Linked DNA regions of Mus musculus: region 1 is linked to region 2. Evidence: chromatin contacts called from public promoter capture Hi-C data. All regions are on one chromosome and are shown on one strand. The core of a region is the stretch at or near the end of the contact, and the rest is flanking DNA. Distances in the headings are between cores, read along the strand shown.

Region 1 (3,751 bases), core at 1,034-3,533, 4.4 Mb after region 2:
GTTCAAGACCCCAGTTTTGATAGCTAGGAAGAATCATTTGGAGATATCACCCACATCTAGACCCTAGATGACACTTGAGAAAAGGGGTGGGGGGTGGGGGAAAGATCACAATGACCTTAAAAATTAGCTGCCTTTAAGCTTCTTGGTTAACCAATTATCAAGAGGGTTTTAGTCATCGCTCCACCCACATTTTAATCCTCATGTGGAAAAATCCCAACATTTCAGTATGAAATATTCCTCTGACCAGTTTGCCATTGTAAGCCACAGAGAAAGACATGCACTCATACATGAATGCACACAGGCAACCTAATATCCAATGTATAGAATAGAGTACTCCAAATACTAAGTTCACTAGACACCTGTTAGGGTACATTAAACACTTCGGTTGAACTTAACTAAATTCTCAGTTGAACTGTTATTGTAGCACTTGAGTGCCTCTGTCCTAGGCCTAAAGGCATAACTCTGACTTAAACGTCCTCCTGGATTATTTATTATTATAAACACCCCAATTTCTTCTGGAGGATAACTTCAGAGTTCTGCACACAAAATGATGCTTCAGAGGCAGATGTTATGTGTAAGCTGAGAGCAACAGGTTGTTCAGCACCTGTTGCCACTAAACAACCGTTTGACCTTGAACAAGTCACTTCACCTTCCTAGGCTTTGAACTTCCTAAAAGCCGCTCAAGGTCTCCAAATGACAAAGATACTTTTCGAAGGGATAGGAGATAAAAGATGGGGCTTTAAGGAATAAATGGTTTATAGGAACGGCTTGGATGGCATGTAGGATGGTGTGACACATAGATCCGGTTTCCATCGTGGAAAGTGGAGGCCAGGAGGGAATCAGTTCTTTGCTAGGATGCTGCATACGCCGACCAGCCCACACTGGGCACTATCGGGGTCTCTATTCTCTCTTCCTGGCCCACGTCTTATAATCATCTCTTTCAAGTCTCCAAAGAATGTGCTTCCCTCTGGCTCCATCCAGTATATACCCGGGTGCCTTAGGACCTGCAGTGTCTACAGCTTGTCTGCTTGGTCAGCCCTGAAAAGGGTGGAATGGACTCTCCCACCTGTATTCTCATGACTGGTGCTTTTTCAAGCTAGGAACTGATATTTTCAGGGTTATTTTTTTAAGTTTTTAATCTGCTACTTTGAGGTCAAGAACTAACTCTTCCGAGGTGGACAGCAGTAACCGAGGTGGGAACTCAGTGTTGTTCGTGCCCGATTCCCTCATTCTCTTCGGGAACCGCTCTCGGGTGAGACAGCAGTGCAGGAAACCCGCATGGCTTTTCTAACACCATCAACTGCCCAGTCTCCAGTCCTTTGTTAGATTGACAGTACCCTGCGGCCCTGAAGGGTCAGCCTGGCCCCATTTAAGAATTGTGCTCCGACATAAAACAACACACCCCTCCCCGTCGTTAAGACGATAACACCAGTTACCAAAGGCACATCCTGTTATGGACAGTGGCCCATTTTAAAGCTCTCAAAAGTATACCTTAAAGGCTATCTTTGGGCTGTGAAGTCACACCCTTTCTGGCACCAGCTTCGCTGGGCTGGTTCGGCCTAAGGGGAAGCCAGTTTTTTTCCTTTGGGGGAGGGCGGTCGCCTCTGCGGGGAGCTGGCCGAGCCCCAGCGCCTCCAGGAGAAGGGAGTCTCGACCCGGAGGCTGCCCTCGCCGGCGCCGGGCCGCGGCGAGGACCGCCACCGCGAGGGGGCCCTGTCGGAGCTCCCCGGGGGAAGGGGAGGAGCGCTCCTTCCCCTGGGCACGGTGGGAGGAGGGAGAAAGGAAGCGCAAGGCGCGCGGTGAAGGCGACCAGAGGGCTCAGGCAGGGCAGGCGCCCGGCTCAGAGATGCCGCCCCGGGTGCTCCTCCTCCCGGGCCGCTGCCCGCGCTCAGCACCCGCCCCTCCATTGCCGAGAGCCCGGTCTCTAAGCCGCTTCCTCCCGCGCCCCCGCCCGGGGCCCGGGCTCGCCAGACACTCACCCCCTTCCCCATGGTGGCGGCGCTGCGGGCCCCGCGCCGGGTCCTGTTGCTGGAGACTAGAAAGAGAAGAGAGCAGCTCCCGGCCGGGAGAGCGGAGCCGGGGGAGCCGAGAGGCGGGAACTAGGGCTGCCGCGGGAGGAAAGAGGGAGGACGGCCGGCGCCCCGGACCGAGGCCGCCGCTGCTGCCGCCGCTGCTGCCGCCGCTGCCACGTGTCCGCCTCCTCCCGCCGAGGCTCCGCGCCCCAGACCCAGCCGCAGCTCGAGCCCGTGCCTCCTCCTCACTTCCTAAAATATGCAACCTGCGTGATGGCTCCGCCCACGCGTGCACGTCACCGTTACCGGAGCAACCTGACACCGGCTCCAGCTAGCTCCGCCTCCGCCTCTAACCCCTCCCAGCCGGGCCCAGACCGCGCTAGCGACTGCCTGCCCTGGGCTCCCGGCAGGAGGGCGCCGGTGCCCAGGACGCGGGTGTCTGGGTCTCTCAAGGGCTACGGAGCGCTCCCGCCTGCAGAACACTGGGGACTTGAGTGAGCAGCCTGCGGAGTAGGGTGCGGAAGGTCCACAGTGGGTGCGGCGCAGTCGGGGCTAGTCTACTTGCTCAGCGTAGCTTTTCTGGGGTCTCGAGGGGCCGGGGTTGGACAGCAGCTGCACGACTCCGAGGGATTCCTCTCTGCAGAATCCAGGCCGGCATCCTTCGGCGGCGGCGGATGGTGCTTTCCCTTTGATTCCTTCGTCCTGGGGTCCTCTCACTCCACCACTAGAGAAATGCTTCAGGACATATACACACGCGCGCGTGCGCGCATCACTTACATTTCCCTTCCCTTATGACCCCCAAATGACTATATAAAAAAAAAAAGTCAGTAAGAAATTCATTCACAGCACTGTATGAATGAAATCTTGCAAAAGAGGAGGGGGGATTAAACTGTTTGTTGGAGAGTTTCTCCTTTTTATGGCAGAGAAACCTAAAACCCAAAAGAACACCCATCTTTAGTAAAAGAGGTGGCTCAAGCATTTTGAAGAACAGCATCCACAGCATCCGTGGTTACCTTGAGGGTCTCATCAGACTCACTTCCAGCCAGTCGCATCCCACTCTTGGCCTGGCAGAGTTGCAGGGCGGGGCTTCTAGTTTCAGTGGCTAAGCAGGCGCTGTGATGGCTGAAACTTAACATCAGAAACAACAAAGTATTTGTTGTTGTTCTTACCAATCTCAGGAAAGCAAGCAGTCTGGGAAAGCTTAGGATTCAGAAGAGAAACTCGATTTCCATCTCTGAAAATACCTAGAAGTAAGGAAAACACTAACTTCTTAGATATAGACCTATCAACTTCAAGTGTCAATGCTTTGTAGGATGTAGAGCTTGCAAAAAATAGGTGGGGGTGGGCAGAGGGTAAGGGAAGGAGAAACACCCAAACATCTAGGCACTGTGTTATCAGTTCCTCCATAGAGCAATTCTCAGTACTTCTTAGAAACAACGGTTGCTTATACAACTGTTGCTTATAGCAGAAGGCAGCCTTTATCTCTTCCAGTGATCTACAGAACTTGATTAAATCAGTTTGGGGCTTAGAGAGAAGAGGAAACTATAAGCAAAATTTAAAATCACGATTCTGGGGAAAGACCCTTCAAATCCAGAGTACCAGTACCAGCCCTGTTAGTTCAACTGGAGGTCACAGAGTGTTAGCTAGACTTAAGAAAGTGCATTCCTGTGCATGGCAGATCACTGCCACTGTGCAGCAGGCTTTGCTTGCTGAAGACCTTACTTTAAGATGAATTGCCT
Region 2 (3,781 bases), core at 1,230-3,729:
AGAGAATAGGACCACCCACACTATCCCATGGCCGAAGAGGACTGACTAGGTAGGAAACCAAGAACTATGCCTTAGGCCACACAACACAGGGTGCCTGCAGTCTAGGCCAGCATCTACCTTCTCATACTCTGGGCTGACTTATGCTCAGTATTTACAATTACCATCAAACTCACTGTCCTCTCAGTAAACACTAATCTTTCAAAATGAATAGAAAACCCTAAATTCGGACAACAAAACAAGTGTACAGAACTCCCCTTTTTGTTCTTTAACCATATTACTGTGATTGTAAGAAAGTTGAATTTGGTCTGCTAGTGAGATAGCAGTAGGATTTTTAAAAAGTTATACTACATAATCACTCATCCTCAGAGGCCGTTCAAAGAACTTTCTGGACAGGCATTAACTGGCTAGACTGGAAGGCAGCTACGAGTGGCTGGAGCAGGCAGTCGCCACTCCATAAGCAGCCACACCAGGAAACACCAGAGATTTGTTCAAAGTAAGTCATCCAGAGAGCTACATCTTGATTCCAAGTTCAAGGCTTTTCACCACTGTGCCAGGTCACCATGATCCAATATTCAGCTGGTTACAATGCTTGCGAAATCACTGGGTCTTTCCCCCCCTAGCATTTTCTTTCCTTTTGAGTTTACAGCAGCAGGTATTTCTGAAGGCCACGGGGAAATAACCCATAGAAGAAATTCCATATATATAAGGGTTTTTTTGTTTTGGTTTGGTTTTTGTTTTGGCTTGTGCTGGCTAACTGGAATCAAGAACAAAACATTCCTTTTGCTCAAGAGCCAGTTCCATGATACTTGTTCTATAAATAGAAAACTATACAGAAACTGTGCTTCCATCTTTAGGCCAATGACTTTCCCATCCAACTATCATCTATGTTGAAATTATTATATCCAGCAACTGATTACAAAGACTTTCAAGGCTCAATATCCAACTTCTAGGTCATAAAGCTATCAAATGTCATATACACACTCATACATTCCTCAAAGCATGTTTGCAACACCGGAACTAAGAGACCCTCTTCTTAGTCCATCCCTGTCAATAGTATAGGCCTTTTCAAGAGAAGAGAGAAGACTTTGTTACTGGTCCCCAGGACCATCAGATTTGCACACAAACACTTCTTCATGATAAACTCCCTGGTGACTAGTGTCCAGTCAAAAACTTTCAAACCAACCAGACTTAAAAGCCTCCAAGTCACAGGTTCTAAACAAGTCTTACCTCCCAACATCTTGACTATTTCACTACCTACTCCTCACCTCCTGTAACTAATTCATCACTGTGTTCCCTACACAAGAGCCCAGGTCTCTGTCGCCAAAATAACCATTTAATTCCACAGTTTATCAAACGCTAACAAATGCACCATCAAATTGACTTTTTACATGGCCGCTGACGTCACTGTCAGGGGGTGACTTGTTCTTGCTTTAACTAAAGTGTAACTCTGTATCCACTGCATCCTGCCTTGGATTATGTCCACAGAGGCATATTTGCATCCATTTCACTACCCTACCTAATGACTTTGACTCCAATCTTGGCCTCAGAATAACTCTTTTAACATTTAAAAAAACGCCCTTCCTTACCTCCAGCAGACTAAGGCTCTTGGGGGACAGATTTCAAGCTTTCTTTCTCATCCTTGGCAGCTTTAACATAACGTTCCCAGCAGTACTACTACAGGCCGTGGTCCTTCCCTCTGGACTAACCACCAACTCTGCGACTTGTTTTCCTTAGGATAACTCCATTTCACCAAGCTCACCCAACACTTACCAGTGACATCTTAATAGTCTTTGCAACTTTCAAAGGCCAGCCAGCCTCTAGGGTTCCAATTTGAAAACCACTGGTGTGTTCTACGACCCTCACAATGACTCAGTGACCTAACTCATTCGTCGCCAACTCACCTGCTGGAACCCTTTACAACTCAAGACATTCCTCTAGGCTTTCACCTCCCCCAACCCTTCAACAAGTCACTGGCCTGCGGAGTCCCCTTTCTCCCCTCTACGCATCTCCCGGGTCTTACAAACTCAACCCGAAATTCCTAATTTCGCGCGCTCTTTCCTCTCCATCGCCCCTCCATCCCAAGACCCCGAGACGGTCATCTCCCCTCAGGTAACCTCTCCAAGCACAGCTTTGGGACACAACCTCTAAAACCCCGAGAGATGCCCCGGTCTCTCCCATAGCTCCCGAGGCTCCCCCGCCTCCCCCAACAGGTTCCTCCAGACTCAACTCGCCAAGCCAGCGCCCCGACCCCCGGAGGCCCCCCGGCCACACGCGCACGCGGACCCGGCCCCCGCCGCGCCGGCCCGCCCCTCCCCCTCCCCGGGGCCACTTACCCCGGGCCGGAGAGGGGGAGGGGCGAGCGCGGGCGGGAGCTGCGGTCCCCGGCTGCTCTCAGCCCCGGGGGGCCGGGGCCCGGACCAGCGGCAGCAGCAGCGCAGCGTCTCCCCCCGGCGGCGGCAGCGGCGGCGGCGGCGCCGTCCCACTCCCGCAGGCACACATAGGCTCCATTGTCCGCCGGTGCCTCCCCCTTTCCGGCTCCCCCTCCCAGGCCCGCCCCTTCCCCCTCCCCTCGACCCTCCCCCAGCCGCACCGTGCCACGAAAGGTACCGCGGGCCCCGCCTCGGACGCGAGCGGAGGCGCGCCCCTCCCCCGGCCCGCCCGGCGGGGAATGGGGCCCTGGCCCCGCCGCCGCCAGGGCCCGCCCCCTCCGGGGGAATGGCACCCGTCCCCCTCCCCGAAGGCGATCGATGGTACCAGCCCGCCGCGGCCTCCGCCCCCTCCCGCGCCTGGCTCAAGAGAAGCCGCCCGCGCCCCGCCCACCCACGGCCCCGCCCCGACGGCACCGCCTTCTGCTTTGCATGACCCCTCCCATCCAACCCCGCCCCGGCTAGTCACCGGGTCCCCCCGCGGTGACGCCCACTCCCCGGTTTAAAGCCACAGAACCCTCTTTTTCAACTAAAAGATCCTCCTGCAGGACCCACGGGGCGGGTGGTGCGGCGGGGAGGTTCTCTTCCTTCCTCACCCTCCTCCCGGCGCTCATTCACCCAGACTCCCCATGGCCTCCAGCAGTACTGGAGCCACCGAAGGGGATTAGAAAAGGCGCGGGAGGGGGAAGGGCAGAGTGGAATTTAGCCATCTTTGACAGAAACTAACTGGGAGCTGCAGAAGGAACCGATCTTCCTTCACTCGCCCGCCGTTCAGGGTCGGGCCTAGTCTTCAGTCTTCATGCCACCTCCTCGCACCTCTCCACTGCGATTCCGCCTTGCTTCCCCCAGCCCACCCATCCGCCCCTAGGTGTCCACTCTACCTTTGCCCGTGAGGGCTTTCTTCCCTCTGGAAAGCTGGTCCCCTCGGCTTGCACTCTTCTCCCTCTTCCCAGAACAGACTCTCTGGGGTCCTGCTGGCGCTGTGGCTAGAGCAAGGTCTCCTTCACCTCGGGCCCTGCCCCGCCCCGCCCTGCCTGGCCAGCACTACCTATGGTTTCCAGAGAGCACCTTCTGCCCCGGCCTCCAGGTCTTCTCCCAACCACAGTATCACTCACTTAATTTTATTTTTTGGAAGAGCTTTGATGTTGAGAATTCGAGGGCGACGCGTTCAGCACTACCCCTGTGAAGTTAGATGTTAGCTCATTAGGTAGCACTTTTTCACATCTTGGTTAATGCGCCTTGCTCAGATTCCTGTTATCCTTATTTTGTGGGGCCGTGTTACTGCCTTGACCAGCCATCGTTACTGTCTGCCCTCCCCACAAAACCCTACTAATCTTCGAGTTTGTACTTTGCGG

What was found. Promoter capture Hi-C pulls out the DNA fragments that hold promoters and counts their contacts.
Region 1: a contact with region 2 is called in a promoter capture Hi-C map of pre-B cells. The contact joins the promoter of Atp1a1 here to the promoter of Bcl9 in region 2. A contact is called at or near these places in 2 of 39 promoter capture datasets (cranial neural crest and pre-B cells).

The regions. Positions count from the first base shown.
Region 1 is chr3:101,602,424-101,606,174 of GRCm38.p6, forward strand. It overlaps Atp1a1 (ATPase, Na+/K+ transporting, alpha 1 polypeptide), which reads right to left and starts at 2,284. Exons shown (of 23, transcript NM_144900.2): 1 at 1,980-2,284. The coding sequence starts at 1,991.
Region 2 is chr3:97,224,885-97,228,665 of GRCm38.p6, forward strand. Bcl9 (B cell CLL/lymphoma 9) reads right to left here and starts at 2,480. Exons shown (of 10, transcript NM_029933.4): 1 at 2,334-2,480.